Regions from separate parts of the Mus musculus genome. Here regions 1, 3, 4, 5 and 6 are each linked to region 2. A link is a contact called in public promoter capture Hi-C data. All regions are on one chromosome and are shown on one strand. The core of a region is the stretch at or near the end of the contact, and the rest is flanking DNA. Distances in the headings are between cores, read along the strand shown.

The links. Promoter capture Hi-C pulls out the DNA fragments that hold promoters and counts their contacts. Capture Hi-C pulls out chosen DNA fragments and counts their contacts.
Region 1: a promoter capture Hi-C map of erythroid cells shows a contact between it and region 2, with 24 times the contacts expected there. The contact joins the promoter of Fem1b here to the promoter of Map2k1 in region 2. A contact is called at or near these places in 2 of 39 promoter capture datasets (erythroid cells and pre-B cells) and 2 of 115 datasets of contacts at active chromatin or transcription factors (astrocytes and embryonic stem cells).
Region 3: a promoter capture Hi-C map of erythroid cells shows a contact between it and region 2, with 17 times the contacts expected there. The contact joins the promoter of Pias1 here to the promoter of Map2k1 in region 2. A contact is called at or near these places in 1 of 39 promoter capture datasets (erythroid cells) and 1 of 9 other capture datasets (liver).
Region 4: a promoter capture Hi-C map of pre-B cells shows a contact between it and region 2, with 5 times the contacts expected there. The contact joins the promoter of Spg21 here to the promoter of Map2k1 in region 2. A contact is called at or near these places in 2 of 39 promoter capture datasets (erythroid cells and pre-B cells) and 1 of 484 Hi-C or Micro-C datasets (CD4 T cells).
Region 5: a promoter capture Hi-C map of erythroid cells shows a contact between it and region 2, with 2.6 times the contacts expected there. The contact joins the promoter of Pif1 here to the promoter of Map2k1 in region 2.
Region 6: a promoter capture Hi-C map of liver shows a contact between it and region 2, with 2.4 times the contacts expected there. The contact joins the promoter of Snx1 here to the promoter of Map2k1 in region 2. A contact is called at or near these places in 1 of 39 promoter capture datasets (pre-B cells) and 1 of 9 other capture datasets (liver).

Annotation. Positions count from the first base shown.
Region 1 is chr9:62,808,589-62,813,446 of GRCm38.p6, reverse strand. Fem1b (fem 1 homolog b) reads left to right here and starts at 1,799. Exons shown (of 2, transcript NM_010193.4): 1 at 1,799-2,389. The coding sequence starts at 2,142.
Region 2 is chr9:64,250,776-64,255,388 of GRCm38.p6, reverse strand. Map2k1 (mitogen-activated protein kinase kinase 1) reads left to right here and starts at 1,784. Exons shown (of 11, transcript NM_008927.4): 1 at 1,784-2,176. The coding sequence starts at 2,097.
Region 3 is chr9:62,979,271-62,983,802 of GRCm38.p6, reverse strand. Pias1 (protein inhibitor of activated STAT 1) reads left to right here and starts at 2,924. Exons shown (of 14, transcript NM_019663.3): 1 at 2,924-2,955. The coding sequence starts at 2,932. Gm35574 (a long non-coding RNA gene) reads right to left here and starts at 3,289. Exons shown (of 6, transcript XR_379535.2): 1 at 3,276-3,289.
Region 4 is chr9:65,459,685-65,464,411 of GRCm38.p6, reverse strand. It overlaps Spg21 (SPG21, maspardin), which reads right to left and starts at 3,475. Exons shown (of 9, transcript NM_138584.2): 1 at 3,258-3,475.
Region 5 is chr9:65,585,630-65,590,130 of GRCm38.p6, reverse strand. Pif1 (PIF1 5'-to-3' DNA helicase) reads right to left here and starts at 2,957. Exons shown (of 12, transcript NM_172453.5): 1 at 1,737-2,957; 2 at 994-1,126; 3 at 791-916; 4 at 527-680; 5 at 304-418; 6 at 77-183. The coding sequence starts at 2,282.
Region 6 is chr9:66,122,392-66,126,797 of GRCm38.p6, reverse strand. It overlaps Snx1 (sorting nexin 1), which reads left to right and starts at 1,912. Exons shown (of 15, transcript NM_019727.2): 1 at 1,912-2,191. The coding sequence starts at 2,033. It overlaps Ciao2a (cytosolic iron-sulfur assembly component 2A), which reads right to left and starts at 187. Exons shown (of 5, transcript NM_026635.3): 1 at 1-187.

The DNA of each region.
Region 1 (4,858 bases), core at 550-3,049, 1.4 Mb after region 2:
TCCCAGCGCAAAAACAGGCCAGCTTTCCCTTCTACTAGTTATGTCAGCAGAAGTTAGGGATTTAAGAGATGGTTCAGTGGTTGCTTTTCCAGAGGATACAGGTTCAATTCTCTTCCACTACATGCTGGCCCACAACCAATCTTTAGTAGGACCTGATAATTTCTTTTGAAGGCACAGTGGCATTCATGCAGACACAGAACCCGAATACATAAAATACAGAAATAAATATTAAAAAGGAAATCTTATCTTCAGTTCTTATTTCCAAGACTGTTTTTTTTAATAGTGTAAGCCCCCTCCCCCCGACATTTGCATAGGGATCTGAAAATAGGTAACTGTTTTAGGAGATAATCTGAGAAGTGGTTTATCCTCCACTTAATCCCAGCCTCTCCTAACTGGCCTTTGAACTTCTAAACTCTTGCTTCCTGGGCTATGTTCTGCACACATTAGGGAGCATGCATGTGATCTTAAAAAAAAAAAAAAAAGCGCCATCTTGTCACTTTTCTATTTAAAACTCCCTAAATGCAATCCCAGAGTAAACCAAACCGTTTGCATAGGTCACTGGGCCACATGACTTGCATCCTGCTGACTTAATCCTTTAGAACTCTTCCTACAGTCAGCAGCCACACTGCTTCTGTTCTGAGCTCACCATCTGTCTTCTGCTCAGGATCTTTGAACTATTTCCATTGTCCAGCCTCTGTTTCAGGCACCTGTTACAGAGGACTTCTCTGACCACCCAGGCGAAGTCTCCTAGTCCACACCCATAGCCCTTGTTTCATAGTAATGACATGAATCCAACAACTCTACATCATTTATTTGTCTGCTTTCTCCACACAACCACACAAGCCCCAGGAGAGAAAGGCCTAGCCTAGATGAAGAAATCTCTGATGCTAACCAAAGCCTTGTACGTGAATGGCTTATAGCATTCTTTGGATAAATGCTCTTTTCAAATCCTAACAATTCTGTGACGTGTAAGTGAGACAGCGGAGGTTCTGCAGGGTCAGGACTAGAGACTGGTTCCATCTGGCTATGACTGCTGCCTCTTAGCTCTTTATCTTACACACTTAATCCCCTTTCCTGGGAGGTCTGGTGAGGCTTTCAGTTGCTTTTCAGTGAAGCGGCTCTCGCCCTCCCAAATTTCGGAGGCTCATAATAGCCCTTATTCAAAAATGGATCTTTTGGGTGCTCTTTCCCCTTTTCCTGTGGCCCCCACCTCGCGCCCCCGCGCGTGAATCACTGGCAGACAGTATCCCACAGTAATAATCATAAAACTGGATGTGCTTTCTAGCCCGTAGATTCAGTAGCCTTCTCTCCGCCCCCAGCCTTGACTAAGCATCCTAGGGTCCTGTGGGGGCGAGATGGCTACTTGCGTCAAGGGCACTAGGGACTTTCAAACCCGCATCAGAGCTCAGCTAACTGCGCACAGCGGAACCTTTCTTTAGGATAGCCTCGTTTGCCCGCCGGTCGGTTTAGGAAGCAATACCTACTTAAGCGTCCCTCCCACTCCTGCCTTCCCTCCCTCCCTTCGGCTCCGTCTGCGGCGGCTGCTTTCCTCCCGCCCTAAGTTCCGGTGCTGGTGCTGCCGGCGCGGTCCGCGAACACCCACGCGCGGCTCACGGGAGCCCCGCTCGCCAGCGGACCCTTTCGATCGCCGGTGGGCGAGTGCCCGCGGTTTTCCTGCGGCGAGGAGCTAAGTGGAGGCCGTTCCAGACCCTCCGGCCCGGCGCGGGCAGGCGTGCACATCGCTCGCTATCCAGGGCGTGCGCGGGCCTCTCGAGACCCCAGCGGCGACCCGTAGCTCGGGCGCGCGCCTGTCGCAGCCCGCAGGAAGGAGGCGGCCTGAGACCCGGGGCGGCGGCCGCCATGGAGATCCCCTCGGCCCAGGGCCGGTGCCTGGGGCCTCGGGGGCGGCCCTGACCGTCCTTCTCCCCGCCCGGGCCGGGTCCCACTTGTGCCTCCGGCGGTGCTCGGCCACCTCTGCGTCTCCGCCCTCCCTGGGTCGCGCTGCTGCCTGGACACGGCGGCGGCGCCCTGTTGAATGGGCTGTGAGGGCCCGGGTCTGAAGTGCTGGTGGACGCGGCCTCCGGGGGCGCAAGGCAGCAGCAGCGGTGGCGACCAAACGGGTGTTGGAGTTGGCGGCGGCCATGGAGGGCCTGGCTGGCTATGTGTACAAGGCGGCCAGCGAGGGCAAGGTGCTCACTCTGGCTGCCTTGCTCCTTAACCGGTCAGAGAGCGATATCCGCTACCTGCTGGGCTATGTCAGTCAGCAGGGAGGACAGCGCTCCACACCCCTCATCATCGCAGCCCGCAATGGGCACGCCAAGGTGGTGCGCTTGCTGTTAGAACACTACCGTGTGCAGACCCAGCAGACCGGCACCGTCCGCTTCGACGGGTAGGTACATCCCAACTCCATCCTCCCTCCGACGCGCGCGGGCCTCCCAAGCCCTGGATCCTCTCATCCTTCATTAACCCTGTTTTCATGTGTGGACTCAGTTCTTTTTCATATCCCTTCACCCCCATTGATGCCCACCTCGTCTCCCAGAGCTATGCTTTGCTGCCTTTTCTTATCGACTCCTACCCTTTTCCCCCTGTAGGTGGTAGCCACACCCTGGGTCTTGAGATCTATAGTCTTCATTAGTCAGCGAACACGCACTGTCGGAGTGGTGGCTGCCCATCTAGGTTTTTGTATCTTTATATCAGCACTGGCGTAGTAACCTAGATCGGAAATTAACGAGATCAACAATTAAAATTGAGGACCTTTTGATGCTTCATTTAACCTCTCCATATCCCTTCTCCTCCCGCTCCCCCCCTCCCGTGGTCGGATCGAGCCTCAAGCAGGTCGTGGGACTATCTGTTAAAATAAGCCCCTAGAATCTTGTCATGCAGCTGGGCATCTCTAGGCACGGTTCTGACTCTCCCACAATGCTGGCCAATATTTTTGGCTGTACAGGTGGCTCTGGGCCTGGCGTAGAAGTTACGCCATTGCTAAATTACATGTATAGGGTGATACAGTGGGAAGGTTTCACAAACACTTAACATTGTTCAAAAATTTACTATTTACTATTATTCTAATATTTTTTTTCATTTGAGGTTAATTGTACATATTTTTGGGGGGCGGAGGAAGATAACAGAGTCGTCACGTTTGATACCTTTTTTTTTTTTCCTGTGCTGAACGATTGCGGAATGATTGGCATAATATAGCTGTATTCAGTTTGCTTTGTTTACATTGGTTTTTGTTGACCTGTAAATGAATAAGCTATTACTAGTTTAGCATTTTCTTTTGCAGTAGGTGGAATCTACGTATAGAAATGCAATTTAGTTTTGGTTAGTAAAAACTGCCTGACCAAAAAAGCCTGTTTGGAAGCATTCTTATATTCTCTAGCCCCTCCCTCCCTCCCTCCCTCCCTCCCTTCTTCTTTGCTACTTCTGGTCTCCAAAACCAGGTCTTGCTGCATAGCCCAGGCTGACCTGGAATCCCCCAACCTCTTGCTTTAGCTTCCATTATAGGTGTGGGCTTTAAAGCATCTTTTTTTTTTTTTTTTTTTTTTAAAGATGAATGTTAAATTTTGTTTGTTTTTTTTTTTTTTTTTTTTCCTCCTTAAACCATAAAAGCTTTTGAGTCAGTTTTAAATGAGAGGGAAATGATTTGGACTGTTGTATTCTAATGAAATGCCAGCCCCTGGGTCATAGCTTATATTTGGTTCTAGTGTAGATAGTAGGAAGATGAGCAAAGATGGCAACCTGATTCATGCCTATTCTTTGGCTTTGTGTCCTAGAGATCTCCAGCATCTCACAACTTTACCTATGCCTGAAGCAGGATGGCCCCACTATGTAAACATTCATATCTATTAAGTTAGGAATGAGTCCCTGTAGTAGCAGCTGTTGCTATGGAGCTTGTTGAGATCTGGGTTGATAAGAGAACCTGTCAGGAAGAAATTAGTTTTCTCACAAATTTAGAAAGGCTCTGGCCATTGCTGTCTTAGATCATGGACGAGAAAGCTGTTTTGAGGTGACAATGAAAAGAACCTGATGCCAGGTGTGGTGATGCAGGCCTGTAATCCCAACATTGGGAAGTAGGAAACGTATGTAAATTTGAGGTCAGCTTGGTATATAAAGGTTCCAGGCCAGCTAGTGCTGCATAGACCCTGTATCAGAACAAACAAGTACCCCTCCGCCTGATTCCTGACGTGATTGGAAATGCAGTTTTGAGCCTGTGTACCTGAATATCTTGTTCACCATTCTGCACAAACTAGTGAGATTAAGAAATTCTAAAGCAGACAGACAGTTGTCAGACATCCACTGTGTGCTAAGCTTTTGGTAGGGGTCTGTATTCAGAGACAAATGAGACTTCCATTGTAGAGGCTGACAGTTTGCTGAGAAGGGAGGGGAGAATCAAACATTAGTAATCACAGATAATCTGCCATTTAGGCTAATAAGAGTCCTTGAGGCTGCTGAGAGAACAGAGGAAGAGGAAGCCTTCAGCTTTGTGGTGGTAGAGAATCAAGGCTTGACAGAGGAGGTAGTATTTGAGCTGGATCCATGTAGTTGATAAACCATCACACTGTATTCTACCTAAAAGCTTTTATAACCTCTTAGGAAACCAAGTAGATTGGTTCTCAACTTGTGGTTTGTGACCCCTTTTACAGGAGTCCCATACTAGGTATCCTGTTATGATTCATAACAGCAAAATTACAGCTAGGAAGTAGCAACAAAAATAATTTTATGGTTGGGGGTCAGCACAACAGGAGGAACTAAATATGTGGGACTAAATAAAGGGTTGCAACATCAGAAAGGCTGAGGACTACTGCTCTAGAGCAAGGAGACCACCACCTAGAACGAGCCTTGTCAATCATTTGAGTCC
Region 2 (4,613 bases), core at 535-3,034:
GGCTCTCCTGGAACTGGAGTGGTGGATAATTGGGAACCATCATGCAGGTGCTGGATATGAGCCTGGGCTCTCAGCAAGAGCAACATGTCCTCTTAATCACTGAGCCATGTCTCCAGCCCCTGAAACTGCATTTTTTTTCTGAATATGAACTATTGAGCTATTTGATAAATTCACATCTTATGCTCCAACAACCATCACAGAAAGACAGGATAAAACAATATTTGTTTATCTTGATGCTGATAGACTAAATGGGAAGTTGGTAGACTAAACCTAGAGTCTTTAAGGGGTGGGCAAGATAGACAGTGTCTCATGTGGCCCAGGTTAGGTCTGAAACTTGCTAGGTAGAGGAGGAACTTGCTAGGTAGCCTTCTGATCCTCCTGCCTCCGTTTGGTCAGTGCATGCCCCTCAATACCTATTTATGTCCTGGTGATTAAAAAAAAAAGATTTATCTGATTTATTATTATCATCATTTTAATTTTTCTTTTTTTTAAGATTATTCATTTATTATATGTAAGTACACTGTAGCTGTCTTCAGATACTCCAGAAGAGGGAGTCAGATCTCGTTACAGATGGTTATGAGCCACCATGTGGTTGCTGGGATTTGAACTCAGGACCTTTGGAAGAGCAGTCGGGTGCTCTTACCCACTGAGCCATCTCATCAGCCATTTTAGTTTTTCACGACAGGGTTTCTCTGTGTAGTCCTGGCTGTCTTGGAACTCACTCTGTAGACCAGGTTAGTCTCCAACTAGGGATTTCCACCTGTTTCTGCCTACCGAGTGCTGGGATTAAAAGTGTGTGCCTGACTTTATTTTTAATGATGTTTGTGTGTGTTTGGGTATGTACACAAGAGTACATGTACCCTCAGAGGCCAGAGGCATGGTATCCACTACAGCTGGAAGTTACAGGTGGTTGTGAGCTGCCCAAACACGAATGCAGGGAACCCAACTAGAGTCCTGTTAAAGCAAGAAACACCCTCAACTTCTGCGCTAGCTGTCCAGGCTACTCCAAACTTGACTTTGCCAAAAGGCTTAGAAAACGAAAAAGAGGATATGAGATTGGATACATTTAGGTCGGCTGACCCCATTAATTAGACTTCAATCTGCTCTCAAAATAGGCTTCACTAATTTACCACCTCTGCAGCACGGAGTTCTCAGCTGTGTACCTCCATTTTAGTAGAATTAAAATAGAAAAATCATGTCAGTTTAGTTTAAGGAGTCTCTTGACAAGTTTTCTTTTATTTTGAGACTGGGTCTCACAATGTATCCCTGGCTGTGTAGACCAAGCTGGCTTCGAATGCGTACACATCAGCCTGCCTCTGCCTCTTGTACTGGAATTAAAAATGTGCACTCCTGGCTTTTGTTCAATTTAGTTTGCTCTTACTCAATTCCGCTTGGCCTCAGGACACGAAAAGGGGTCCTTTTCTTATTTATTTTGTACTTTTGTCTGGGTCAAAATGACCCAGCCCAAGGGAGGAGAAGAGTTGAGATAAATAGGCCAAGCAGCCCCACTCAAAGGCAAGATGACCTGCGTGCAAGAACCTCGTACAGCAGCCACCTGGATACCGCTGGTCAGCAGAGGGCGCCCGGAAAGCCTCCCTTTAACTCCGCCCCAAGCCAATGCGCCGCGCCTCCCGTGACGTATTTCCGCGTCATCTGCCTCTGAGGCTAGTCCCCATTGGCTGTCGGCGAAGCGACGGGGGCGGAGTCAGGCGGGCGTGAGGGAAGCGCTGCAGCCCCCGTGGGGGCGGGGCCTGCTCGTTTCCCCGCCCCTCCCTCACCCTCCAGTCCCTCACTGGGACGTCTGTGCGCGGCGTCTCGGAGCGCCGGAGCAGCGGTGGCCGCACTTTCTCCAAGCTGGGGCTGTAGCTGAGCTGTGGGTAGTGCGCAGGGAGCCGTCCGAGCCCGAGGAACCGGTGTGCTGAGGCGAGAGTTCCCGGCCGGCGAGCGCGCGCAGCTGGTTCTCCGCGTGGGTTGGGCGGAGGGTCCCAGGAGCGCGGCGTTGATCGAGCCGCCCCGACTCTGGGCAGAGCCGAGGGAGGAAGCGAGAAGCGGCCGCGCGCTCCCTGCTGAGTTGCAGGCTCTTTCCCGGCTGCAAGATGCCCAAGAAGAAGCCGACGCCCATCCAGCTGAACCCGGCCCCCGATGGCTCGGCGGTTAACGGGACCAGCTCGGCCGAGTGAGTACCGGGAGTGGCCGGGAGGCCGCCACCGCCAGGCGAGGCTTCGTCACGTACGGCCCGGCTGGCGGGGGGCGAGGAACTCCGGCCGCCGGGCTATCAGTGACTAAGCACTGATTGGGTGCCTGACTCACATCGACCGTGCACCCTACAAGTCCCGATCCCCCTCTTTCCCAACAGTGTCTGTCGTCCCTGGCCACCGACATCAATCTTCGCCCAAGAAAACGAAACCTAATGCGTCCCCCCCTAGCTATTGCCTAAAGGGCATACTCTGGGATTCTGGCCTGTAACAAGACGCAGAGCAAATTCAGGTCGCTTCTCATTAACCTTTGAGACCTCCTCGGGGTCTGAGTGTGGACTTGGGATGGGTGAGCCCCATTTACTTTTGGTGCCTGACACCTGTGGGGCCTTGTGGCCGGTTGATCGCCTGGCCAGCGGGGGCGTGTGTTCACAGATTTCCCCATGGCTTTTCCCTGGTTCACTTTGGGGACTCCCTCATCCGTGGCCTTTTTCTTGAGAAGTACCTTGCTCGAGGGAGGAGTCTCTCTTCATCTGTCCGTTCATGCAACAGTTCATCCCCTCACCGGTTATTCTCCCAGCTTTGCTTAGTTGACCGGGAGCCGGAAATTGACTTGAGGCATAAGAACGATGACCAGGGAAACAAAGCCAAAGGTTGCTCGGTATCTGCAGGGGCCAGTGTTGCTTACAGACAGATAAGAGTTTATTTCATAAGGTGGGTTTCTGAGCCCACCTGTTGGGTTTCTTCTTCATCTTTCCCTGAGGTCAGGAGACTTGAGAGGTATCTGATAAAATGAAAGTAGCTTCAGGCATTCTGTCCTTTGGAGATTATTGTAACCCCCCTCCCTCCTTTCCCTAGATTTTAATAACTCAGGACCTGTTGGTATGGTTACTGTCATTGATACCTGCAGTAGTATCAATGGCAGGGCTGGTAGTGGTGGATTTGTGTGAGCATAGCCAGATTATTAAGACTTGCTTCAAACACATCTTTTCTTTAGGTCCTTGACATTGCCCTTGACGTTGGATTTGTAACATATGTCTTTGAGCAGCATAATTAGCATTTGTTCAGTGTGTATGTACAGCAGTTTACCCCCTGTAAAACAGACTGCAAGTCCCCCTCCCCTCTTTCAAGGTAAGGTATTCTTCAGCAACTCTTTTCAGGACAAATATTTTTGTGAGACAATGGAGTGGGATGGGTAGGGTCTATATGTGTAACCCAGACTGGCATAGAATTAGCACAAGCTTTTTTTTTTTTTTTAATCATATTATTTTTAAATTTTTTTATTATTTTATTTATTTACATTCCAGTTGTTGCCCCCTTCAGTCTCCCCTCCCACAGTTCCTCATCACATTCCTCCTCCTCGCCTCTGAGAGTGCCCCCCCTTCCCTGGAACCTTAAGTCTCTTTCCAGGATTAAGCTCATTCTCTCCTCCTGAGACCAGACCAGGCAGTTCTCTGTTATATATGTGCCAGGGACCTCGGACCAGCCGGTGTATGCTCCTGGTTGGTGGCTCGGTGTTCGGGTGCTCCCTGGGGTCTGGGTTAGTTGAGACTGCAGGTCTTCCTATGGGGTTGCTCTCCCCTTCAGCTTCTTTAATTTTTTGCCTAATTCAACCATAAGGGTTCCCGACTTCAGTCCAATGGTTGGGTGTAAATTATATTATTTTTAATGATACATGTGTATGTTTGTCTGCATGGGTATGTGCACATGAGTGAGGTGCCCTTGGAGGCCAGAGCTATCAAGATTCCCTGGATTCGTTGGAGCTAGTTGTGAGCCATGAGTGCTGGAAACTGAACTGTAGTCCCCTGTCACCTGCAGAAACAGTAAGGGCTCTTAAGTTTTCAAACTGCTGGGCCATCTTTCCAACCCTTAGGATAAGTTTTGTTCACTCTAGATTCTTGTCAAAGGTTAGGGCCCTATCTACCTTCAGATCTTTGATTTTGCAAGTGGAGATAGATACCTGTTGTCATGCTCTTGTTCTTTTTGACGTTGTAACTGTACTCCTTTAAAGGAAAGGTAGCTTTCATGTAAAGAACTGACTAGGGTGCCAGAGGAATAGCTCTGTAAAAGCGCTTGCTGTGCAAACCTGATTATCTTTCAGTCCCCAAATCCTGCATTGGATGTAGAGAATCAACTCCTGAAAGTTATCCTTTGACCTCCACACAAATGTTGTGGAATCTGCATGCCCACACTCACACATACAAAGACAGTAAATTTTTAAAATTTTTGTTTGTTTGTTTGAGGTAGGGGCTCACTAAGTAGCCATGGTTGTCCTGGGACTCACTTTATAGACCAGGCTAACCTCTAACTTGCCTCTGCCTCCCAAGTGCTGGGATTAAAGGCAAATACTGCCACTGTTTTAGTTTTTTGTTTTTGTTTTGTTTTTTTTTAAAGAAACAGAATCAGGAATATAAGAGG
Region 3 (4,532 bases), core at 1,675-4,174, 1.3 Mb after region 2:
ATTCTGGCTATGTAGCTCAAGTTGTCCTAGAACTCACTATGTAACCCAGGCTGGCCTTGAACTATTGAAACTCTTCTTGCTTTGCCCTACCCCACCCCAAAGTGTTGGGATCATGTCTTTGTATTGCATACTCAGCTGTTAACAGAAAGCTTAGTGAGTATAGTGCAAGTTGTAGGATTACTAGCCTTTGCTATCTAGGTCAGTTCCAAATACAGGGCTCAAGAAGACAGAAGCGCCTGGGGGTCAGGAAAGCCAGAGTCAGTCTGGACTCTGTCAGTCAGGTAGTCCTCCCAGTAGTCTGGAAGAGAGTGATGGTCGTGAAGACTGAACAAAATAGACTGCCTTGGATATATTTTAATAGCTGGACTCATGGGTGCTCTGGACACTGGAAATAAAAAGAGAGGAGTAAGGGTGCTTCCCTGTATTTCATTTTGAGAATACTGGATATATATATATATATATATATATATGCTGGATAATAGTGAGACTCTTGGGGAAGGAGCAAGTCTGGCGGTCAAGGATGATTGTGAGGTGGTGATGAGATGTGGAGTTGATACTAGGCAGCTAGCAACATTAGGGCTCAGCCTCTTTTTAATTAATTAATTAACTAACTAATCAATTAATTAAATTTGACACAAGGCTTTACTTGTAGCCCTAACTGGCCTAGAACTTACTTTGTAGACCAGGCTGGCCTCAATCTCCCATGAGATCTGCCTGGAATGCTGGAATTAAGGGCCTGTACCACAACACACAGTCTCTCTAAAGCAAAATTAATTAATTAATTAATTAATAATAATAAATTAAATTATTTCTTTTGGGATAGGATCTCCTGTAGCCCAGGCTTGCCTGGAACTGGAATCCTTGGATCTTTTACCTCCCAACTACTGGGATTTTGTTCAGGTACCACAATTTCCATTTTTATGCAATGTCAGAGGTCAAACACAGGACTTCTTGTATGTTAGGCAGTTAGATAAACAGTCTACAAGCAGAGCTGAATCCCTAAGCCTGCCTGGATTCGAATTTGGTGATGCAGTCTAAGCTGCAGATATTTGAAAATCGTTATATTATAGACCAAAAGTCAAGAGTTGAATGATAGCTCTGGGTGGTTGAATAAAGATCACAGCTGAGTCTTAGAATCTCCTATCCTTCTTCTTTCTCTCTCTCTCTCTCCCCCCCCCTCTCTTTCTTCCTCTCTCCCTTCCTTATTCTCTCTCTCCCTTCCTTCCCCTTCCCTCCTTTTTTCCTTCCTTCCTTTCTTGTTCCCCTACCCCTACCCCAGGTCTCTTTGTGTAGCCTTGGCTATCTTAGAACAAGTTCTGTAGACCAGGCTGACCTCGAACTCACAGAGATCTGCCTCGTCTTTATAGCAAATTCCAGGGCTGAATAGTGAGACTCAGGAGAGAAAAAGGGTGGAGGGCGGAAAGGAGGGAGAGAGACGAGGAGAGAGGAATAGGGGTGGGGGTGGGGAAGCTACCTAGTAAAGAGACAGGAATGGAATGTTGGGACAGTGGCAGTGATGTGGAGGAAAGTTCAAGAACTCTGTTTCCAGAGAAAGCAATCACATCAACTGTTAGCAGTTCCCTCTAGGCAATTGAGGTAAGCCCTGGGAACTGAGAGTGGGCTTCGAAAAGGTGTAGATGAGAGCTCAAGATAGGGCAGGCAGTGGAGCTGCCTCAGGATAGGTTTGGAGGTAATGCCACTGAAGAAATGGGAACAAGTACTTGTAGAAAAATGAAGTCTTGTTTGTGAATTTATTCAGTGAAGAAAGCGGAGAAATAGAGTACCCATTGAAGGTAATTTTGGATCCAGAGGAAGCATAAATTTAAGTAAGGAATTTTGGTTATGTTTATATGCTGATGAAAATGATTCCTTGAAGAAAGGGGGTTGGAACTATAAAGATACTGGAGTAAAACATGTGGGCATGTGGGAGTGAAATAATCCAGGTCACTGGTCAGGACCTGGCCTTCTTGAATTCAGAGTAACCCAAATGTTAAGAGGATTTTGATAGTAAAAAGTTGATCAGTTAAAAAAGGCTGGGGTTTTGAAGGAAGCTTTTAGTAGATAGGAGTAAGTCTAAATATCAATGTAGGTGAAGAAAACCCTTCTGGGATTAAGCACACCCCACCCCCCCCAATCCATTTTTCTCTTGGTGAGCCTTTTAATCTCTATGCTGTTCATCACCATTAGTAATTATATCTTAATAGTTCACAGATCTGTACCCCATGAGCGACAGGTCAGGGATCTTCTCTAATTTCTGACTACCCAGGGTGACGCGATGAATAAATGTCTTCAGAATTTGCCTTAGCTACTACTGTTAAATGCTGTTTAGGAGAGTCCCTTTTTCCCCTCAGAGCTTTTATTTCGGAAAAGATACCATGGGAATGATATATATATATATATATATATTTTTTTTTTTTTTTCTTTTTTGGCCTAACTGCCTCATCATGAGGATCTGCGTAAACCCAGAAACGCTTCGTCAAATTCTCCTTAGACAAAACTGACTAATTGGCTAGTTGTGATCGACCGGCAGCTGGGTAGGGTACAGGTGCAGAACGCATCTTGCGCATGGGGGCGCGCCGTGGCTTCAGTCAACTGGGGCTCAGAGGGCAGCCGAAGGATGAGACTGAGGCCAACACCTCCCCAGATGTGGCCTCTTCCCTGGGCGCTACTGGCTCGGCCAGTGTGGGGGCGGGGAGGCCGAGGGGGTAGTAACTGTCAAACTCCCGCTTGGCGCCATTATTTAAATAGTGCGTGTGGGTCTCGCAGCTGTGCGTGCCCGGGGCGGGGCAGCGAGCTCCTGGAGTGGGGCGGAGGCCAGGGGCGGAGCGGGAAGGCTGAGGGGCGGGGTGGAGGCGGAGTCAAGTCCGCTAGAGGGGAGGTTCCAGCGCGGCCCCCGGCGAGCTTCATTGCGCTTGCGCTGACAGACGCAAGATGGCGGACAGTGCGGAACTAAAGGTAAAGCGCAGCTCGAATTCACTTCTAATATTCGGCCGCGGAGACGGCGCCGCGGCTGCCGGGGGGATGGGTCGGACCCTGGGGGGCCCGCTCGGGCCGGGCTCCACCCGAGTCTGGAGTTGTAGGCGGGAGAGGCGCTCCGGGCCTTAGTGGAGGGGGCCTGGCTGCGGCGGGCCGTGGGCCCCGGGTGCCTCGGGGGCGCTGACGGGTCGTCCCCGGCGTGTTATTGTTGTGGGCGCCTCTGGCGGGGGTGGCGGGGCGAAGAGAGAGTGAGTCGGGACGTGGCGGCAGCGGCGGTCCCCGGGGCCTGGGTGCCTTACCTTGCAGCCCGCCTCCCCCCCCCCCCCCCATGGGCAGCCAGGGGGTGGGGGGGTGTAGGCTGCTCTGGGAAGAGGGGGATCGGGAAAACTGCCCCGCTGCCGCTTCCTCTTCCTCTTTCGCCGTCCCGGGCTCCTGTCAGGCGCAGCGCTCGGACCCCCGGGAACTTGGCTCCGGCCGCCCCGCCCCTCCGCGGCGCCCAGGCGCCCCCGCCTCGCTTGCCGCCGCTGCCCGCCCGCCTGTCAATGGGTGCCCGGCCAGAGGGAATGCGCGATCCCGGGGCAATCGGCTAGGGAATACGAGGGAGAAGCTCTTGGAAAGTTTAGCGAGCCCGGAGCCGGCGTTGGGGGTTCGGCTAAAGGGTTGCAGGGGGAGTCTGCCCGGGCGGGACGTTACTGTTTCTCTCTTGATTTCGGGCCACCGGGGAGGGTGTGTGTGTGGTGGTGGGGAGCAACCCATTGAAAGAGTGTGCTTTTGGGAGCGGTGGTGGGGATGCAGCCACCTCTCTGCACTCTTGCTGTCTCTGGTGTGGCAGATGAGAGCAGCCTTGGGGGTCTCTAAACACACCATGATGGCGATGCTATAGCTGATGGAGGTGAATGGTTCGTGTTTATATCCCCCGTTGCCTTTTGTTTGTTAGGGACATCTTGCTGGCCATGTTGATTTAAACGAAATTCTCCTCCCACCCACCCCCCATCCCACCCCAACCTCCAATAAATAGAACGTTCCATCGTTCCTCTCAACTGTACCAATTACTCATGCCTCGCGAAATTAGATGAAAGGGTGCCCCCTTTCCCCCGCTTTTTCTCCCACCCCAATCTTTACCTGATGATGGCTCCTTTACTGAAGCACATATACCACTACACAAGCAGTTGGGGGAGGGCTGGTGGAACCCTTATGATTGGATTGTGACAAATGGGTCTCTGCTTGAATAATTCTGGTTTAGTAGCAGGCAGGCAGTTCTTAACTAACGCATATTATTTAGAGGCTCTGAACATGGTATTCCCTTCTCTGGCTTCCTGTGTGCGAACCAAACAGCTGGTTATAGCACATCTCTGTCAGAGTGGAGATTGGGCTATGCAATTATAAATCCTCAGGGAGATTTAGAAATTCTTTTTATAATCAATAAAAAAAATTATTATTTTCCCCATTATAATGAAATAACTTCTAAAACAAGCAGACCACTACCTGTGTTTCTGGACACTTTTCTTTCCGTGCACCTGTGTGTGTGTGTGTGTGTGTGTGTGTGTAAAAGCCTC
Region 4 (4,727 bases), core at 2,226-4,725, 1.2 Mb before region 2:
ATCTTTGCCCAAAGCCTAGAATGGTTTGGCAGCCATCCCACCCGATCTGCTGACTACAGAATGACTAACTCTTGAAGAGACTGAACCAAGCCCTCCGAGAATCCCTCCTAACCAAGTTACCCCGGGCTGTGAACTGGCTTTCCTTCTCTGCTCACACAACATCATTACAGGAACCTGATATTAAGGTTCCCCGGTCTCTTTTTGTCATTCCTTGGCCCTCCCCTCAGGGACACAACACTGGACTGCTGCCTTTGAGCATCACTAAACTGAACTTCCAGTAAATAGAGGCAGTCCAACGATAAACTGTAATTACAGTACTGATAGGATACAGGTCTCTCAGCTCAAAACAAAGGAGATGCTTTAAGAGAGAGTTGTTAAAATTGTAAATTGTTTTAAAACATCAAATAAATCACCATCAATCGTGCTGAAACCAGTGTGCACAGATGTGGCTATGAACACTAAAACAAAGAACACAATCCTTTACAAAATCCATTTTATCTAAAATATTAATATGTTTAAAAATATCTAAGCCTGAGGCTATGCCAGTGCCTGGCAAATACAGAAGTGGATGTTCACAGTCACCTATTGGATGAAACACAGGGTCCCCAATGAAGGAGCTAGAGAAAGTACCCAAGGAGCTGAAGGGGTCTGCAGCCCTATAGGAGTAACAACAATATGAACTAACCAGTACCCCCAGAGCTCGTGTCTCTAGCTGCATATGTAGCAGAGAATGGCCTAGTCCGCCATCAATGGGAGGAGAGGACCTAGGTCTTTCGAAGAGTCTATGCCCCAGTATAGGGAAATTTCAGGGCCAGGAAGTAGGAGTGGGTGGGTTGGGGAGCAGGGGGAGGGTATAGGTGATTTTTGGAGAGGGGATAGCATTTAAAATGTAAATAAAGAAAACATCTAATTAAAAAACAAAAAAAAAAACTAAGCCATTTAAACCATTTTTAGCACATCTTTCACCATTTAAAACTGCTTTATTTGATAGCTTCATACATTTATGTAGTACATTTTAGTTAATTTAACTCTCCTGTCTCCCTTTAAGTTATTACTTTAAAATAAAAGCAACTAGCGGCATATACAGTTAATCCTGGAATATTTTATATCAGGACAGACTTGAAATACCACCACAGCATCTGTGCACTTCCAACTGGAAACATTTTCTAGAATGTCTGCAGGAGGGAATATTAAAGACAGGCTAAACAGCCAGGTGTGATGGCACACATCTTTAATCCTAGCCCTCAGGGGCGGACAGCTAGCTCTCTGGGAGTTCAAGGCCATCCTGGTCTACATAGTGAGTTCCAGGCCAGCCAGAGCTATGCAGTAATAGTAAGACCCTGTCTCAAACACACAAAGCTAAAACATCAATCAACTTGTTAAAGTTTACTTCTAGGATCGACCAACTTACAAAAAAAAAAAAAATTATCCACAGTTTTAATAAGATGCCACTCACAAACCAAACTAGGTACAAGCACACAGGCAGGCACACAAATGAGCTACCTACTTCTTTCCCACAGTGGCCGAAGGGTAGTCCTTACCGGGTCTTCAGTATAACTCACAAGCAGCTCAGTACTGACCACATTGTAACTAATCTTGATGCATAAGAGTTCCTACACAGCTGTGAGGACACTTTTGCAAGGACAGGTGATTCTAACACTTGTGCTGGTTGGGTGGTGAGGAAAGGTGAGACAGTTACCAAATGTTGCCAAATGTTGCGTAGGACCAGCTGACGGCTAGGAAGAAAAAAAAAAAAAAAAACCTGCTGCAAAGCTAAAGCAGCTGTGAAGGGTATGAAAAGGAAAGTTTGTTCTAGCTCTCTTTCATCCACTTAAGCCGGATGCTTTTCCAAGTCACAAGAGAAACATTCTTAAAAAAAAAAAAAAAAAAAAAAAAAAAAAAAAATCTGTGGCCCAGAAAGTTAGCTGAGACTGTGACCAAACTGGTCAGGATGAAAAGAAACATGGGCAGTGTGTTCAGGACAGATTTGCTTTCTCGTGACTCTGTTCTTTACAAAAAACAGAAGCACCTGTTCAGGCTGGTGAGGAAAGAGGCAGAGATAAGCTTTATCAAGGAAACCCCTCCTCCCGCTGGCCAGGATGCTAAGGCTCCCCAGCTCTTCTTGGACCTTGCGTTGCTGGACAGTAAGTTGGCTAGTTGTGAGAGAGCATGTACTTGGCCTTCAGAGTTTCAACAGAACCTGCAGTTCATAGCTGAGGAAATCGCCTCTACAAATGTTTAACACACGGTCAGTCACATATTGCTGGTCCTTTATCTCAATGTATAGGTGTCTTATATAGGGACAATCTGTGGTTGTTAATACAACCAATTAAAAAGGTTATTAGAACTAGAGAGCCTCTAGGTGACATAACTATGGTTCTCGGTGTTGGGGAACGCTCACCATGGGCTTTTACCACTGAACTACACCTAAGGCCCTGCGGCGGGCTGTTCACTACACATCTTCATCCTTCACCACACCTATATGTATTAAATAGCCATCTTTTTGGAGATTTCTTCAGGTAAGATTTATCCTTTCTCCAGGAACCTATCCACTTCTCTCTAAATATCATGAGAGGAGACGCTGCCCGCACATCTTTCTCTCTGACCACTCGTTTCAAGGTTCTGGTGTAAAATCTTTTTGAAAACTCATACACAGCTATTAGACGGCTTCCCAATGTGCAGAATCCTTGCAAAAAGAGAAGCTAGACCACTGCAGATGGAGACAAAACAACATCAGCCCCTAACTTCTAACTCCCTGGGAAAAGAAGAAAAAAGGGGGGGGGGGTTTCTCTCGCCCTGCTACACTCTTCATGACTCTTTCACAGGCCTCACACCTAGTCTGAGGTAGGATCTTTAAAACAACTCTACTCGCAGCCCTTAAAAGTTGACTGAAACCAAAATGCTCCTGAATTTCTGCCCCAGGATGGGTGGCTCAAGAAAATGAGGATGTCTGACTAAGGATTTTGGGCACCAATCGCCATAGGGGCCGCCCTGGGTTCCACCAGTTCAGAAACAACAACAATCCGCAATGAACCGAGGCTGAACCTTAGACAGACCCACAGGCACAATCGGACACACACAGGCGCCCGCGAGAGCGCACCACACGCACACACAGAGATATGGATCACGTGCATGGTCACAAGGACCTGCCCACTCGTGAACTCTGCTCGTAAGTCACGCATGCTCGATACACGCCCACCTACAACCCTACACGCACCACACACCCACACTCTTGCTTTCCAGGGCCTGCCCCTCACCTGCCGTGGCCGCTCCCGCGTCCCTTTCTTTCCAGCCTAGACGGATCTTCGCCCCGATTTGGGCGCAGAGGATGGAGTCGGCGGGGCGCGGACTGGACCGGCGGCCGCAGATCAGGAGCCCCGCGGGAGCAGCGGGCAGAGGGGGCGCGCGGCCGAGCAGCCAGAGGCCACCGCCTCCCAGCTTTGGTACTGCGAGCTCCCCGGGCGCGCCTCCCGCTTCCGGGTTCCGAGGAGGCGGGACCAGATGGCGAGGAAGGGGCGGGGCTCTGGTGGTTACTATGGCGACGGGGCTGGCAAGGGAGGCCCTGTTCTGAGATTTGCGGTGTCCTAGAGGCTGTGGAGGCTGGTGGTGGATAAGGGTCAGTTCTTGGTCACTTCTGACAGGAGCATGGAGGAGGAAGTGAAAAATCTAGGCTGTAGGCCCCGGGGATGTGCTTCTGACTTCGGTTTTTAGGCGTCTTCATGCTTTGGTGGGGAGACACTTTTGGTCCATAGCTTTGGTGAATAGGCCTTGACATAGTCTTTTTAAAACATTAGTATATATCAGTTCATTACAATGGCTTAATTAGGACATTTTGATACCTATATAAAGAATTTGGATCATCACCCTCCCTTAGTCTCTGCCTCCCATGTCCCATTCCCCTTCAGCCTCCCAACTGCATATGCTTTCTCAGCAAAATTGTTTTTACCTTTTGTATAGACGCTGTCCTCTGACCTCCTTTCAAAGCCTTGTCTCCTTTTATGGCTTTGTGCTGATGTTGAGGGGGTATACTCAGCGCTGGTTTGCCCTCTTCTGTCAGGCACAGTCTAGTCACTGTTCTTACGAGAGATGTGGCAGATGCCACAACACCTTTCAGTTAGCTTACAGCTTTGCTCTGAAATAATGCATAATAATATTGAGTGACCTGTCAATCTTGTTTGAAAATTTGTAAGGTTCCTAAAGCAAGATCCTAATGTTTTAGGGACTTTTAAAAATATTTTTTATTATTATTACTTTTAATCGTGTGTGTGTTTGTGGGAGAGAGAATATATGGTGCACATGAGTGTAGTTTATAAGGAGGGCAGAGGAGGATCCTAGAGCTGGCATTACAAGTGTTTGTGAGTTGCCTAACACGGGTGTAAAAGTAATATGTATTCTTAACCTCTGAGCAATCTCTCAGCCCCCACGTGTGTGTGTGTGTGTGTGCGTGTCCCTGTGCCTGTGCATGTACGTGTGCGTGTGTGTGTGTGCGTGTGCCTGTACGTGTGTGTGTGCGTGTGTGTGTGTGTGTGTGTACGTGTGTGTGTTGATGCCTGCTGAGGCCAGCTTTGGACCCCCTGGAGCTGGAACTGCAGATGATTAAGATGGATCAAGCCTGACTGGGTACTAGGAACTCAGCTTTGGTCCTCTGGAAGAGCAGTAAGTTTGTTAACCACCAAACCATCTCTCCAGGCCTAGAGAGCACAGACGAAAACAATGACTCAAAAAAA
Region 5 (4,501 bases), core at 1,708-4,207, 1.3 Mb before region 2:
GACCTGCCACCCCCAAACATAATAACATAAACCCATTCATGCATTCTCATCTCATGGCCGCTTTTCCGGGACCTACCTGCCTAACCTCACAGCCTGCAGTAGAGAGATGAAGGTCTGGTCTGCTTGCCTCCACACCTCAGTCAGCTCCAGAATCACAGGCACACACCTCCTCCAGCTCTTGGCCTGGTGGGGAAAGGACAGGGGTGAGTCAGGGATCAGAGGAGACTCCCCCACAAGCATAGGATCAGAATCGGGATGTAAGTCCCCCACAAGCAGAGGTCAGGGTTAGGGTGTGACCAGTACCTGAAAGCAGAACTGAGGCTGCTGGGAGCCTTTGGTCACTGGTGGCAACTGTAGGAAGTCCCCACAGATGATGAGCTGGATCCCTCCAAATGGCTTCTTCTGTTGCCGGACAGCTCTGGATGGGAGCAGGGAGTGCTTTAGAGACGGATGCTCGGTGGGCAAACCCCTTGGAGGAAATAACCAGACTCAGGTCTCAGTGACTGCCCTTGCCGTCCGTACTGACCTGGCCACAGCTTCCAACTTGTCAAAGAAGTCTGCCTCCACCATGGAGATCTCGTCAATGACCAAACGTTGGCAGTTCAGCCAGCCCTGCCGCACACCTGGCCGATTGGCCAGGGCCATGCACTGGGCCAGGGGAGCCTGGCCTGAGCCGATGCCTATGAGTGACGCAATTCAGTCTGGGCTGAAATCCCAGCCCCCCTCATCTCTCCCTCCTTTGCCACAGGTCTGGCTTGCTCTTACCCCAAGCCCAAGGGCTCACACTTACCTGCAAAGGCATGAAGGGTGGTGCCCCCAATGTGGCAGGCTGCCACCCCAGTGCTGGCAGTGGCCACAGTACCAGTAGGGGGCAGGGAACCCAGGATATGTTTCAGCAGGTAGGACTTTCCTGTCCCTGGGTAGTAGGCAAAGTCAGAGTTGCCTGCCTGCTCCCCCCTAGGGCTGCCCACCACCTTATTCCTGCTCTATTACCTGCGCTCCCAGTGAAGAAAATGCTCTGGCCTTTCAGAACCATCCTCAGCACAGCGGCCTGCTCTTCAGAAAGCTTCGGTTTGGTGGAGGGCATGCGCAGCTTCTTCACAGGCAGGGGCCACCTTGGAGCTTCCTGGGAGGAACAGGGCTGTGTCAGAACCTCCTGCCATGCTGCTTGGTCTGTATGCACTGCAAAACAGCCCTTTGCTGTGCTCTTGACGTCACTTGGAACTTTGAGCAGGCTTGGGTCATCCGAACTTAGTCCCGACAGATACCAGACTTCATTTCTGGCTTTTCATCAGTTCAGTGTCAGGCATCTTAGATTGGTGACCACACCCGATCGAATCTAAAAGCTCCGTCAGATCCACCTGATGGTTTTCTCCTCAGGTGATTGGACGATTGCCTGCCCCTGATCCCTTTCTATTATTTCCCAAAGTTCCTCTCTTCTGGGACTTAATACCCGTTCTTTCCTCTAAGTTTTTGTCTTGTCTCCTCCGCCGCTATTTCTTTGGATGTGGCCAGGATCCTAGTTTCCTGTTCTCAGCTTATCTAATCTTGGGACTTACTGGTGGGTAAGCATGGATGATTTACACCTCACCATCATATTCAAATAAGGTACGATGGGCATTTCAAATCACCAGCTGTCTCCTTAATACTCCTGACTATCTTCCCCCAACCTTGGGCCTCCAGGGTTTCTTCGATCCTCAATAATAGCTCGCCCACACTCCCTTTTTGGTTCTCACCGTACTAGTCTGGGATTCCATTGGCCGCTTTTCCAGCGCAGAATCTGGAGCCTTGGTGGCTGCAGCACGCTGCAGTTCCTCTGGCTGCACTGGACTGATGGTGACAAAGTCTCGGGGCCGCGGGCCGAGCAACTGTGCGCGGGCAGAGGCGGGTCCCGGCCCAGGGGCAACCGCCAGCTTCAGGCGCAGCGTGCGCAGGAAGCGGCGCAAGCGCTCCGGGGGACAGTCGGAGAGGAGCAGTTGCACTGAGCCAGCTCCAGGGACTCCATCGGTGGGGAGCCGCAACGTGCTGCGCCCAGTCGCAGCGAAGCGGGTGAAGAGGCGCACGGCGCGTAGCGGGAAACAGCGTGGCCGCCCCGTGGGTCCCGGTGCCTGCAGTCGCAGCATTAACTCACGTCGTTCGTTTCGACCTAGGCTCAGCTCTGCGGCGCGCAGGGCCTGGCGCTTGCGAGGTTGCCCTCCAGGACTCAGCTCCTCCACGGCTACCCGGCACCGGAGCTCCGCATCGTCACATTCATCGGTCGCCGCCTCTGTGCTAGAAGGCATCTCCAATGCCTCTGCAGGCGTGCAGAGACCGGAGCGCATAAGTCACAGAAAATCGAGATGTAATAGGTGGTATGGCTGCGGTGACGGGAAATCCTGTCCAGACCTCTTAGTGTCAACAGGTTGTCACTGGTAACAGAAGGTGCCACCAAGATATTCCAAGCACTCTGGAGCGAGGAGAAACGTCCTCTGCTGCTGGAAGGTGGGGTCACATGCACTTAGGATTCGCGAGCGATTGTCCTGCAATGTCCACATTAGAAAGGTGTTCCTGCTCAGAAAAGAAGCTTGTTGAGGAGACTCACCCAGGCCAACAGGGGACTCGTTAGGGACTTCTACCCAGGAAGCAGAACAATAATCACACGTTGGGCGATGGGAAAGAGACTGGCTGGAAGTGAAAACAGGCTGAGACTTGCACACCCCCTTCAATAACCAATTAGTAGGTATCAGGGTCAGTGTGGTTCCAGTGCTTTGGAAAGGGTAAATGATTAGGGAATGTCTGGAACCTCCAGGCCCAGGAATCCATTGTCCCTCCGTCTGACCCACGAATCTGTACCTCTCCCAGCGAGGATCACTAAAATAATCGCGTTCTTTGCCTCCCACCTCAAGGATCCGATAGACTCGTTGCTTTCAGATGAAAAAGCTGATCTGAACCGGCCGGCAGAAAGCTTCAGCAGGAAGAACATTCAAATACTAGGAATAGAAAAACCACCCTATCACCGGCCTGGTCTTTAAATTCTCTAGCCAATCAGGGACAGGGGCGGGGGCGTGTCTACGGGCCGGCGTTTCTTCGTCTTTCCAACTCTCTGAGGACAGTTAACCAGAAGCAGGCTTTTTGTGTTTGGTCTTGGGTGCGTTTTAGAGTTCCACGAGTGGGCGTGGTGGGGTAGGGATGGGGCTGCGGCTCCGTGGCGCGTGGCGTATTGTTACCCAAGGCGGCTCTAAAGATTTGAGAACCCTTCAATTTACGCTGTCTGCTTTTCTCATTCTACCACCACCACATGACTGTGCTTGGCTTTGGGGAGACCCTGTTCCCACCCACAGAACGAACCACTGGCTCCTGTTCAGGTCATTCCCTGGGCCAGCCAAGTCCGCTTCCCTGTTCCCTAATTCTTTGCCCTTCTCTGCCCCCTTGTCTTTTACCCTGCTGAGACTACAGATGTCCAGTGGTTATAAAGGAAGCCAGTTAGTCCTTGTTCTCAGGGAATTCTTACTCCTCTGGTTGCTTTGACCACTCCGAGAATTTATCTTTTTCAGTTGGGGCCTTGTTACATTTTATAGGCTTTTTTTTTTTTTTTTTTTTTTTTTTTTGGTTTTTCGAGACAGGGTTTCTCTGTGTAGCCTTGGCTGTCCTGGAACTCACTTTGTAGACCAGGCTGGCCTCGAACTCAGAAATCCGTGTAGGCTGGTTTTAAAAATTCCTGGCCTTAAGGGATCCTCCTTCAGCTCCCTAAATAGCTGTGACTATAAGCACTTGACAAGATCCAGCTTTGAAAACTTACTTTTAATTATTATTTTTCCTTCACTGAAGTTTGAAATTACATAGCTGGAAGGGATCTTCTGGGTGGGTCCAGTCACCTCATTTTACAGATAATAATAGCCACTACAAACTAAATTCATTCATTCTTTCTTTCTTTCTTCTTTCTTTCCCCTCCCCCTCTTCCCTCCAAGATATCATATATCCAAGGCTAGCCTCAAATATCTCTAAGTTGCTACTCTCAGGGACATAACATTGAGTTTCTGATCTTTCTGCCTCCACCTAAATGTTACAATTCCATGCATCTACCACTGTGGCCAGTCAGCGCTGAGGATCAGAGTGTACAGCCCTCAAATTTGATATTCAAAATAAGAATTATAAGAATTGTTAAGAATTATTTTACTTTATGTGTATGAATGTTTTGCCTGCATGTGCTCCACTTGTGTGCCTGTTGAACCTCCTGAAACTGATGCTTGTGAACCACCACGTGGGGTCTGGGACTTGGAGATCTCTGCAAGACCCATGTGTGCTCTTTACTGCTGAGCCATCTCTCTAATCCTGAAAATGTTTTCGTTGGAACTGGAGGAATGGCTCACAGGTTAAGACCATTTGTTTTCAGCTAGTACAGTGACTCACAACCTTGTGTTCCAGGAGATCTAACACCTTCTGGTACACACATTCAAACATGTAGGAAAAACTCTATGAACATATAGATGTGTGTGCATATGCATATATGTTTAAATAAATA
Region 6 (4,406 bases), core at 663-3,162, 1.9 Mb before region 2:
TCCGCAGCCGACCTCGAGAGAGAACTTCCTGGTCTTCAAATAAACCAAGACATGTGTAAAGGTTTAGGGGAGCAGAGAATAGGCGGGACTCAAAACTGCAACGCGAAGGACCTAGGGAAATTAGCTGTAAAGACTACATGTCCCAAGATGCTCTGCTCGATTTAGAAGGCACAGAAAAATCCTTACGGCCCGTTAGGCGCATTGCATGCTGGGATGTCTAAGGGGCGTTAGCGGAGCGGCGGCGAAATGTATATGGGGCTTGTAGTCTTAGCCAGAGGATCGTGTAACGGACTGTTATACGTCACCAAATGCCCCACTCAGTTCCTAGGAAGAACTAAAGATGAATCCTAAAGAGGTAGGGGAAAGGAGATCAAGGTTACTACTACTGGAAGATATTCTAGAACGGAGACTCTACAGCTATTTCTCAGAGGAAGCCACTTCCAAACAAATTTTTCTTACTTTCTGACCAGGCCGGAAGTGGATTTCCTTTGCGGTGAAAGGGGTTATTTTGGAAGACCAATGTTGATAGGCATGCCTACGGACAGGGAAGGCTTAGTTTTCTTATCTCCTAGAAACTTAGTTTAGTGCAGCTTCTCTCCATGGGGAGGATTTCTATCGACCACCACCCAAATTACAGCGAGAGAACTTTATCTGTGTTCACTATGTAGTAATGATAACGGAGATGAACATCCTAAAAAAGCATTTCTTAACCTTTTTTTTGTGTGTTCATGGCTGTGATGGGTGCCAGTTACAGAGTTGATTGTGTTTCCACCTCAAATATTTATTAGACACTTAATTTGCCATACACAATGTGTATGCAGGAATAAAAGTTACAAACTAAGACACTCTCCTGACCTTCAGGCAGTTTACTTTATCTGTAAGGGAATCCACCCCTAATGTTGAGTTTGCAGTTGTAAACAGCCAACTTTGCTAGGCCTGGTGGCTCATGCCTGTAATTCCAGCACTTGGGAGGCCGAGGGAGGAGCATTGAGTTTGAGGCCAGCTTTGGACACAGAATTTCAGGCCTGCCTAAGGTGGTTTCAACCAGAAAAGCAAACCACCTCTGTTGGTGTTAGTGGCAGGTTTCAGCTCCTTGAAAGGATCATCTTGCAAATTAGTCCGTGATAACATAACCTATGTTATCTTTAAACTCTAGTTGACTTCGACTCACCAACCTGTGATTAAGTTCCGGGAACTTTTTTTTTTTTCGAGGCAGGGTTTCTCTGTATAGCCCTGGCTGTCCTGGAACTCACTCTGTAGACCAGCCTGGCCTTGAACTCAGAAATCCACCTGCTTCTGCCGCCCGAGGGCTGGGATTAAAGGCGTGTCACCACGCCCGGCTATAACCCAAAATTCTTAAGGACCGAATTTAATACACGGAAATCTCCCCTTTGTGTGAAGCCTGGCTTCTCAAAAAATCGATAACTTCTTTTTATTGTTGCACACTGTAACACTGAGTGTGTTTAAATTGTTGACTTACAAGACTGCCTCATTAAACTGTGAGCCAGGAGCTTTTGTGTTTGTATTTGAAACGCACAGTAAGGTGCCAAGCTCACAGTGAATGCTCTGTATATGTTAAATGAATTAATGTCCAAAAACTAAGTGGCAAAACTTCCTGCAGTCGTTTCAGCCCTCAATCAAAAATATTTATTGAATCTCTCAGAGAACACTGTGCTTGGCATGAGCAGGTGGCATGCAGAGGTTTTCAAACATTGTTAGTCACAGACTTTATTCAAACAGAACCTTAGAAGCGTGACAGATAGAGCCATGCAGGGCACAAAGACCCGGAGGAACTCCTCAGCCTCTAGCTCCTCCTCTGCCTACTTGGCCCGCCCCAGTGCAGCCTTGCGGTTCAGTGCTTGGATTGGCTGAGCAGCAGCCCAGGCCCCGCCCTAGGTCCCTCCCCCAGGTTCCGCCCCGATGGTCCCTCTGGGTCCATAACGGCCCTCGCGCACCTCACACGGCTGGAGCGCTTTGCTCGCGGCACTGTCTATAAAGTTGTTGTTGCTGCTTCCGCCACGGGTGGAGGAAGATGGCGTCAGGAGGTGGTGGCTGTAGCGCTTCGGAGCGACTCCCTCCGCCCTTCCCTGGCATGGATCCGGAGTCGGAAGGGGCTGCCGGGGGGTCAGAACCCGAGGCTGGGGACAGCGACACCGAGGGGGAGGATATTTTCACTGGCGCCGCGGCAGCCGTGAGTTCCCATCCTTGGGGCAGCAGACAGAAAAGAGCCCCCCAAAAGAGAACCCTTATTAAGGGTTCGAGGGCTTTGAAGATAGTGGGCCTGGTGGGAAATCTTCGCTCGGTGTCAGCAATCAGGACTCCAGGGCCCTGAGTAGGAAACGAGCCCTAGAGCCTGGCTGCCCAAGCCCGGGCGGGAAGAGACGAGGGGTGTGGTGGCTTCACCACGGATCCTTAATAGCCAAGAGCAACCTAGGCCGTCCCCTGGCCCAGAGGTGTGGTTACCCCAAGGATTCAGCGGGCATTTCTGCTGGTTGTGTCCTGGGCAGACTGACTTTAAACATGACAAATTAGAAAATGAGGTGCAGACCATCAGTTCCCTTGTTTTATTGCACCGAAAGTGGAAACGTGATCTAGGAAGGACCATGACCCGCCCACTGATCCTCCTGTTATACCCAGCACTTCCTGGTCATTACCAAAAGCCCATTCTGGATACTAGTTTATGGAAGTTAGGTTGTGACTCCTTTGATCTCTCCAGGAATCAGGGCAAATGCTGGTTGAGAGAAATAGATTACACGGATCAGAAAGCTTTTGTTTCTGTTAAAAGGATGCATTAAAGTGCTTGGAAACAGATCTGTAAATGTGAAGGGAAAAACTGTCTCCCATAATAAATATCTAGGTTTCAAATGAGAGCTAGCTGCTGGCAAAACAACCAAAACCTCCTTGTCTTTCCGTGTGGAATGTCATGGGTTAACAGCACCAGGAGAGATGTTTTGGGCTGTTTTATGAGAACACTGACTCATACCACTCGGTACAGTTAGTTCCAGCTTAGAAACGTCTTCAGTACCGAGTCTATGCAGTTATCTTCCTTTCTTGGTTATTGTTTCTCTTCAGAGTAGCTAATCAGTATCAGACTGAGTTAAATAACTTTAAATTCTGTATATAGCATGTGTCTGAAAACTTGGAGGTGCCCCTTACATTAGAAAAAATTTAGATTTTGGAGGGTTTTTTGTTTTTGTTTTTTTTAACATGGCCGTAGTTAAAATTTTACTATGTTGAGAAATTGAAGGCTATAATCATAAAGTGGTTGCTGGTGCTAATGACAGCAGATTGTCTAATGATGTCTGCTACTCTGAGAAAGAGTAACTTGCCGATAATGGAGTCTTTATTTCTGTTTAAGTATCTTTATATAGTTACTCTCATAAATCATGGAGAACAGCTACTGTTAGTAACTTCTGAGATGATGGGTGAAATACCTGAAAATTGAAACTGGCAGGGAGGAGCTGTTGTCCAGAGTTCTTAGTAAAAAGCACGAGACTGTGGTTTTACTGACCTCATCCAGTTAGTGATGGAGGCTTGATACTTCTTAAGACTGTAAAAATCTCTTGTCTTCTTCCCAAAAAATGAGGGAAGGATAGTCAGAATTACTTTGCTCTACCACAGAAAGCAGGTGCTGAGGTCAAACCCAGCTTGTTGCAAATGCTAGTTATACATTCTACCACTGAACTATGTCCTCAGTAGCTAGATATCTTTAGATTTGACCCAGAATACTACTCTTCAAGAAACCAAGGCTTCACTAAGCGATTTTATTAAGCAACCATTAGTTATAAATTATATTTTTAACAGATGCTTTAGTTATGAGACAAAGAATTTAGACTTCTACACAGTTAAAATGAAAGAAAAACACTGAAAAATTAAGAAATTAAGTTGGGCCTATTGGCTCAAACCTATAATCTCAGCTACTCTGGACCTGAGGCAGGGGCTCTGTTGAAAGTTCAGGTTCAGCCTGGGTACACCGAAGATTACAGAGTAGGTTGTAAAGTCTGATGCTAATCTAGGCAGTCTGCTTGCTTATTTTAACTTTGGTTTTTGTTTTGTTATCATTTGAGATAGGTTCTCACATAGCCAAAGTGTTGAACTCCCAATCAATCCTCCTGCCTACACCTCCGAATGGTAGGATGAGCATGTCCCACCAAGCTCAGTTTTGCTAGCTTATTCTTGGACAAAGTATTCTGTTAGCTAAATTTCCTGACAGAAAGAAAAGTTTCTTGGTGTGGTAAATCCCAACATCTGAAAGACTGAGGCAGAAGGATCAAGACACCACACTGGACTTCATGGGACGTTGTCTTAGGAAACGAAATCAGTGGGGATTCGGAGATCTTGATGAATGGGCAGAGTAAGAGAGATATGGTAGAATCACACACACACACACACACACACACACACAC